Regions from separate parts of the Sus scrofa genome. Here region 1 is linked to region 2. A link is a contact called in public Hi-C data. All regions are on one chromosome and are shown on one strand. Each heading gives the region's core, a stretch centred on a gene start, on an enhancer-like site or on the middle of the called end of the contact. The rest is flanking DNA. Distances are from core to core; before and after follow the strand shown.

Region 1 (3,393 bases), core at 380-2,879, 330 kb before region 2:
CCTTTATTCCACACTAGTTCTAGAAGTATTAGCATATTAGTAAAGTACTAATGGACCTGTGGTTCTTTGATTTACACGTCATTATGAACTGGTCGTATCCCTTAAAATCCATTTGTTGAAGCTCTAGTCCCCATTACCTCAGAATGTGACTGCATTTTGGCAGTTTTTCTTTTTATTTTATTTTATTTTTTTGCTTTTTAGGGCCAAACCTGAAGCATATGGAGGTACCTAGGCTGGGGGTCCAATCAGAGCTACAGCTGCAGCCTATGTCACAGCCACAGCTATGCCAGATCTGAGCAGTGACTGTGACCTACACTGCAGCTCATGGCAATGCCAGATCCTTAACCCACTGAGTAAGGCCAGGGATCAAACCCTCTCCCTCATGGATACTAGTCAGGTTTGTAACCTGCTGAGCCACAACGGGAACTCCAGTTTTGGCAATTTTTAAATCAAACTTTTAAAGAGGATATATTTTTTTTTTTTTTGGCCATGCCAAGGCATGTGGAATTTCCCTTGCCAGGGATTGAACCCTTGCCACAGCAATGACCTGAGCTGCTGCAGTGATAATGGCAGATCCTTAACCTGCTGTACCACAAGGGAAATCCTAAAGAGCATTTTATTTAAAAAATTTTTTTAATGGTTTTTATTTTTTTCCATTATAGTTGGTTTACAGTGTTCTGTCAATTTTCTGCTGTACAGCAAAGTGACCCAGTCACACATACATATACACATTCTTTTCCTTACGTTATTTTCCATCATGCTCCATCACAAGTGACTAGATATAGTTTCCAGTGCTGTACAGCAAGATCTCATTGCTTATCCATTCCAAATGCAATAGTTTGCATCTATTAACCCCAGGCTCCCAGTCTGTCCCACTCCCTCCCTGTTCCCCTTGGCAACCACACTTAAAGAGCATTTTAAATTAAAGTAACAATTAAGTTAATATGAGGCTGTTGGGGCCAGGCTATAATTCAATCTGACCAGTGTCCTTGTAAGAGATTAAGACACAGAGAGACACCAGGGATCCATATGTACAGACAAACAGCCAGGTGGGGACACGGCAAGAAGTGGCCATTTGCAAGCCAAGGAGAGAGGCTGCAGAAGAAACCAAACTTGTTGACACCTTGATCTTGGATATCTAGCCTCCAGGACCGTGAGAAAATTAATTTCTGTTGTCTAAGCTGCCCAGTTTGTGGTATTTTGTGATGGCGGCCCTAGAAAACTAACACACATATGATGGAATTGGTGTCCCAATTTACTTGGAGATCATTACAATATTAGCAATATCAAGGGGGCATATTTATTCTTTTCAGTGCTAATGACCTTCTGTGTTCTCTTTGCTTCTTTTTCAAAATATTCGTAAAGGGACCAAAATGTCCCTCCTATTTTGAAATTTGCCTTCTGGACTTAGGTTATTTTTTTAACCTTGACATTTTACAGCTTCTGACAGCAACGTAAACTATACGAGTTGAAACAAACTTAATCCAAGTAAGAACATTTTGATTTTGTAAACTCATTTGAGGTAAGTAAATAAATTGAATTTGGAAAATCAACAGGAGCTAAAATGAATTCCCGGATAGGCTGGCCTTCAAGTTGCCTACTCAGACCCTTTTGAAGGTTATGTCCACTTGTGGGGAAGGAGGGCATGTTTACTGCTGTGAGCAGAATTGTCAGTGAAAAGTACAAATCTCAAAGTGTGTCGGGCAGTGATTCAAATTGAAAAGGGAATGTCAGTTTGATTAGGTCCCAATGGTTTATTTTTGCCTTTATTTCTGTTGCTTTGGGAGACTGACCTAAGAAAACATTTGTAAAATTGATGTCAGAGAATATTTTGCCTATGTTCTCTTTTAGGAGTTTGATGGTATCTTGTCTTATGTTTAAGTCTTTAAGCCACTTTGAGTTTATTTTTGTGTATGGTGTGAGGGTGTGTTCATAGTTCAATAGAAAAGCAGCACTATTCACCATAGCCAAGACATGGAAACAACCTAAATGTCCATCAACAGATGAATGGATTAAGAAGATGTGGTACATATACACAACAGAATACTACTCAGTCATAAAAAAGAACAAAATAATGCCATTTGCAGTAACATGGATGGAACTAGAGACTCTCATATAAGAGAAGTAAGTAAGAAAGAGAAAGACAAAAATCCTATGATATCGCATATCTGGAATCTAATATATAGCACAAATAAACCTTTCCACAGAAAAGGAACTCATGGACATGGAGAACAGACTTGTGGTTTTCAAGGGGGAAGAGGAGGGAGTGGGATGGACTGGGAATCTAGAGTTAATAGATGCAAACTATTCCATTTGGAATGGATAAGCAATGAGATCCTGCTGTATAGCACTGGGAACTCTATCTAGTCACTTATGATGGAGCATGATGGAGGATAGCATGAGAAAAAGAATCTATATATGTATGTGTGACTGGGTCACTTTGCTGTATAGCAGAAAATTGATAGAACACTGTAAACCAACTATAATGGAAAAAATAAAAATCATTAGGAAAAAAAAGTGAGGGTCATATAGAAGTTGCTGTTGTGGCTCAGTGGTGACAAACCCAACTGGTATCCATGAGGATGTGGGTTTGATCCCTGGCCTCACTCATTGGGTTAAGGATCTGACATTGCCACAAGCTCTGGCATAAGCTGCGGATGCAGCTCGGATCCCACATTGCTATGTGCAGCTGCAGCTCTGATTCTACCCCTAGCCTGAGAAACTTCATATGCTGAGGGTGCAGCCCTAAGAAGAAAAAAAGTGTCATTCATTTTAAATATAATTGTTCCCAGGAAGCTTCTGTTAATGTAAAAAATTTTTGAGATATATATCATTGAGTTGTTGCTCTTCACTGCTTCCATCTTCCTGAGTTAATTACATCATTGTACTACTGATAAACAGAATCTTCAACAGAATTTGATCCCAGGGATGATGAGAGACTTGCATAGATCTAAAGAAAATAAAAACTACGACAACTGTGCTGATTTATGTTTTATAGCATTTTACATTTCCCAAAAGCATTTTTTGTCTTGCCCTTGATTAGTCTCTGAAAAATAATTTCTCATCCTCTGCTCCTCTAAAGAAAATGATAAAAATCCTCAAATGTCTGCAATAAAACCAAGTTTTCAAAATATCACTTGAGAACTTTATTTAAAAGATACTTCCTTTAATTTTAATTAATTTATTTATTATTTGGTCTGGCTGTGCCCATTGCATGCAGAAGTTCCTGGGCCATGGATCAAACTCATGCCACAACAGTGACCCAAGCCATAGCAGTTCCAATTCCAGATCCTTAAATGCTGAGTCACCAGAGAACTCCTTTCTTGAGAACTTGATGTGAACTATTTTTACTTTTATTTTTATGAAAAACTTATTATACACAATCATTCTGGT
Region 2 (3,539 bases), core at 869-3,368:
GTACAACCAGTATTCTCCCTGCATATTCTTTACCATTTAGAAAAATTAAATTGTTAAAGCCTTTCAGGACTCCTTTAACATGCATTTTCATAGAAAATCAGGTCTTAGTCATTTTTTCTATAATTTCAAATTTTCTTACGTTATGGAAAAGCTTGGGAGTTCCCGTCGTGGTGAAGCAGAAACGAATCCGACTAGGAACCATGAGGTTGCGTGTTCGATCTCTGGCCTCACTCACTGGGTTGGGAATCTGGCGTTGCCATGAGCTATGGAGTAAGCTGCAGATGTGGCTCAGACCTGATGTTGCTGTGGCTGTGGTGTAGGCAGGCAGCTGTAGCTCCGATTCAACCCCTGGAAACCTCCCTATGTTCCGGGTGTAGCCCTAATGGAAAAAAAAAAAAAAAAAAAAAAAAAAGAAAAGCAAAAAGCTTACATATTCCTTTGACTTTAGTTCTGTTGACAAGAATTAAAATATGAATCCCCTTTCTGTGAGTTAACATTAGTTTATGAAAAAATAAATTATTAAAATATATGTTTAAATCTATATATGCATAAACATTTAAAAATAATATTTGTTAACCTTTTAAACTAATACTTTAAGAGAAACTCCCCACACAAGGTCATAATTTTCCTATCTTATGGATGGAAAGACTAATAAGATTTAAGGAGAGACCATATGATGAGCTAAGTACAGTGGAGACAAATGTCAATTTTCAAAATTACTTTTAAAAACATTTGCGTAGTTGTTCTTAGTTTTATACAGGTCAAGATGTTATAACTTGAATGCCACTTCACATAACAATAGCACCTCTGTTTCTCAGTGTACCTGGGGAATAAAGGGCTCATATTTTTTATGTAACTAATGTTTGAGTTAAGCTTAAAATTCTCTAATCAGCTGCAGTGCTTTACTCAGCATTTATTGTGCAGTGCAATCTTCTGTGTAACTGAAGCTAATAATGTAAGTGTACAAATTTAAACCACAGTAGACAATATTTTAAACATTTTGGATTAATTGCGTTTTCTTTAAAGGACTATACATTTCCCTACCTTAGTTAAAAAGACTCTAAATAGTATAATATAATCCTTATTGATGATTTTACTTTAGATCTGTATCTATAAATATGCCCTGAGCAGTGGCTGCCTTTGGAAACGGTTCAGGTACCTAGAGCTGTTTGCTACATAGCCCTAGAAGATTGCAGTGTTTGGTGATCTTGGTCTGCCTTTGCATTTGTTGTCTCTTCCTACCAAGTTAGCTGTTATTTCTTAGAGCTGCAGTTGCTGGCCTACGACCACAGCCACAGCAATACAGGATACTTAACCCTCTGAGGCCAGGGATCTAACCCTCATTCTCACAGAGATAGCATTGGGTTCTTAACCCACTGAGCCACAACAAGGATGCCTCCAGGAACCTTTTTTAATCCTCAGGGCACTCCTAGGAGAAGTGATGGCTCTCTTCTTTCCATGTTTCCCAAAAAATCTTGTGTCATGGAAACTACACACATCACTAAACTTATTTCCTGTCTCCTTAAATTGTGAGCTCCTTGTCTTATAATTCTCCTAGTATCTAGTCCGTAGGCACTTAAGAAAATTGTTAAGAGAAAAATAATACAAAATAGAACTTCCTTTTCATGTGAGAGAATTGATGATTTTGAAGAGCAACCAACATTTTTTTCCCCACCATATTCCATCCTTTGAGTATTGTTCTAAATACCTTATTACATTCTTTAGTGATCAAGTAATCCAGTGAGGTGGCTTCTGAAATCCCTTAACTTCCAGCAAGGAAATAAGGGCTTAGAAAAAATAAGCAGCTTGCCCAAACACTCATTTGTGAACAAACAGGCAGCCAGAACAGAAACCCAGGTTTTTTCTGACTGGAGAATCTTCGGGCTTCTCCACATAACAAGTAAGTCAATGAGAGGGAAAACACTCAACTATAGCTGCCTAGTAGAGAAAGCAAGAATGTTGTTTCCAGTTCAAAGGTCACGTTTTCTTGTGACCAAAACTAGCTTTTTTCAAAGAGTCCAGGTGAAAGTATTTCATCATGTATCTTTGCCTCTTGCATATATCTGTAAGCATTCCTGCTTTTCTCTTTGCTATTCTGATTTTCCCAAGTCCAAGGGCACAGGTCTTTCAAACCTTGCTGTTAGAATTTCCACATGGGACAAAGGACAACTGTTACAGAAGGTGCTCCTGAAAATGTTTTGTTTAATCTTTTTTAAGAGCAATAAATTGGGAGTTCCCATCGTGGCCCAGTGGAAACAAATCTGACCAATATCCATGAGGATCCCTAGCCTTGCTCAATGGGTCAGGGATCCAGCATTGCCATGAGCTGTGGTGAAGGTCGCAGGCAGCGGCTCAGATCTGGCATTGCTATGTCTGTGGTGTAGGCCAGCAGCTGTAGGTCCAATTAGACCCCTAGCTTGGGAACTTCCATAAACAGCAGGTGTGGCCCTAAAAAGCAAAACAAAACAACCCCCAATTTTTTTTTAAACAAAGTATTTTTTGGAGTTCCCACTGTGGCTCAGTGGTTAATGAATCTGACTAGGAACCATGAGGTTGCGGGTTTGATCCCTGGCCTCACTCATTGGGTTAAGGATCCGACATTGCCATGAGCTGTGGTGTAGGTTGCAGACACGGCTTGGCTCCAGTGCTGCTGTGGCTCTGGCGCAGGCTGGTGGCTACCACTCCAATTCGACCCCTAGCCTGGGAACCTCCATGTGCTGTGGGAGTGGCCCAAGAAATAGCAAAAAGAGAAAAAAATAAATAAAGGGTTTTTTTGTTTTGTTTTTTTGTTTTTTTGTTTTTTTTGCTTTTTAGGGCCACACCTGCAGCATATGGAGGTTCTCAGGCTAGGGGTCAAATCGAAGCTACAGCTGCCAGTCTATGTCACAGCCATAGTAATGCCAGATCTGACCCACATCTGTGACCTACACCACAGCTCACAGCAACCCTGGATCCTTAACCCTCTGAGGGAGGCCAGGGATCAAACCCGCATCCTCATGGATAGTAGTCAGATTCATTTCTTCTGAGCTTCAATGGGAACTCCTTGTATTTCTTTCTTAGCCTTTTCTTTTTAAATAATTAAAGACTCACAAGAAGTTGCAAAAATTGTAGAGTCCTGTGTACCCTTCATCCAGCTTCCCTGAATGACAGCAGGTAGTAACTATAATACAAATCCAAATCCAGGATGTTAACATTGGTACAATACTATTATGAGACTACTCTAATTTCTTTTTTTTAATTTTATACATTACCATATTTATTTTTTTCTTAATTTTTTAATTAAAATATAGGTTGTGCCAATAAGTTTCTTAACTTTTTTTTTAACAGTTCCCATAAGGCTTTCCCTTTTATTTGATAGAATGGGTAAAGCTGGGTATTAATTTTTATGGTAATGATGAGTTCACCTCTATATTTTTTATGTAAAACTGTATGGTCTTAGATAAAAATACTCTTTTTTTTTTTTGTCTTTTTTGCTATTTCTTGGGCCACTGCTGCGGCATATGGAGGTTCCCAGGCTAGGAGTCGAATTGGAGCTGTAG

The links. A called contact is a pair of places that touch in the nucleus more often than the background predicts.
Region 1: a contact with region 2 is called in a Hi-C map of liver, with 7 times the contacts expected there. The contact joins two enhancer-like sites. A contact is called at or near these places in 4 of 47 Hi-C or Micro-C datasets (embryonic fibroblasts, liver, mesenteric adipose tissue and 1 more).

Annotation. Positions count from the first base shown.
Region 1 is chr9:93,328,852-93,332,244 of Sscrofa11.1, reverse strand. No RefSeq gene overlaps it. Among named protein-coding and RNA genes, the nearest start is that of CROT, 22 kb to the right of the region's middle. Within about 2 kb of position 1,629, at least 1 of the 83 cell types and tissues checked has an H3K27ac peak or open chromatin away from gene starts, as enhancers often do. A contact at or near this core is called in liver, where this site is marked.
Region 2 is chr9:92,999,895-93,003,433 of Sscrofa11.1, reverse strand. No RefSeq gene overlaps it. Among named protein-coding and RNA genes, the nearest start is that of ABCB1, 49 kb to the left of the region's middle. Within about 2 kb of position 2,118, at least 2 of the 83 cell types and tissues checked have an H3K27ac peak or open chromatin away from gene starts, as enhancers often do. A contact at or near this core is called in liver, where this site is marked.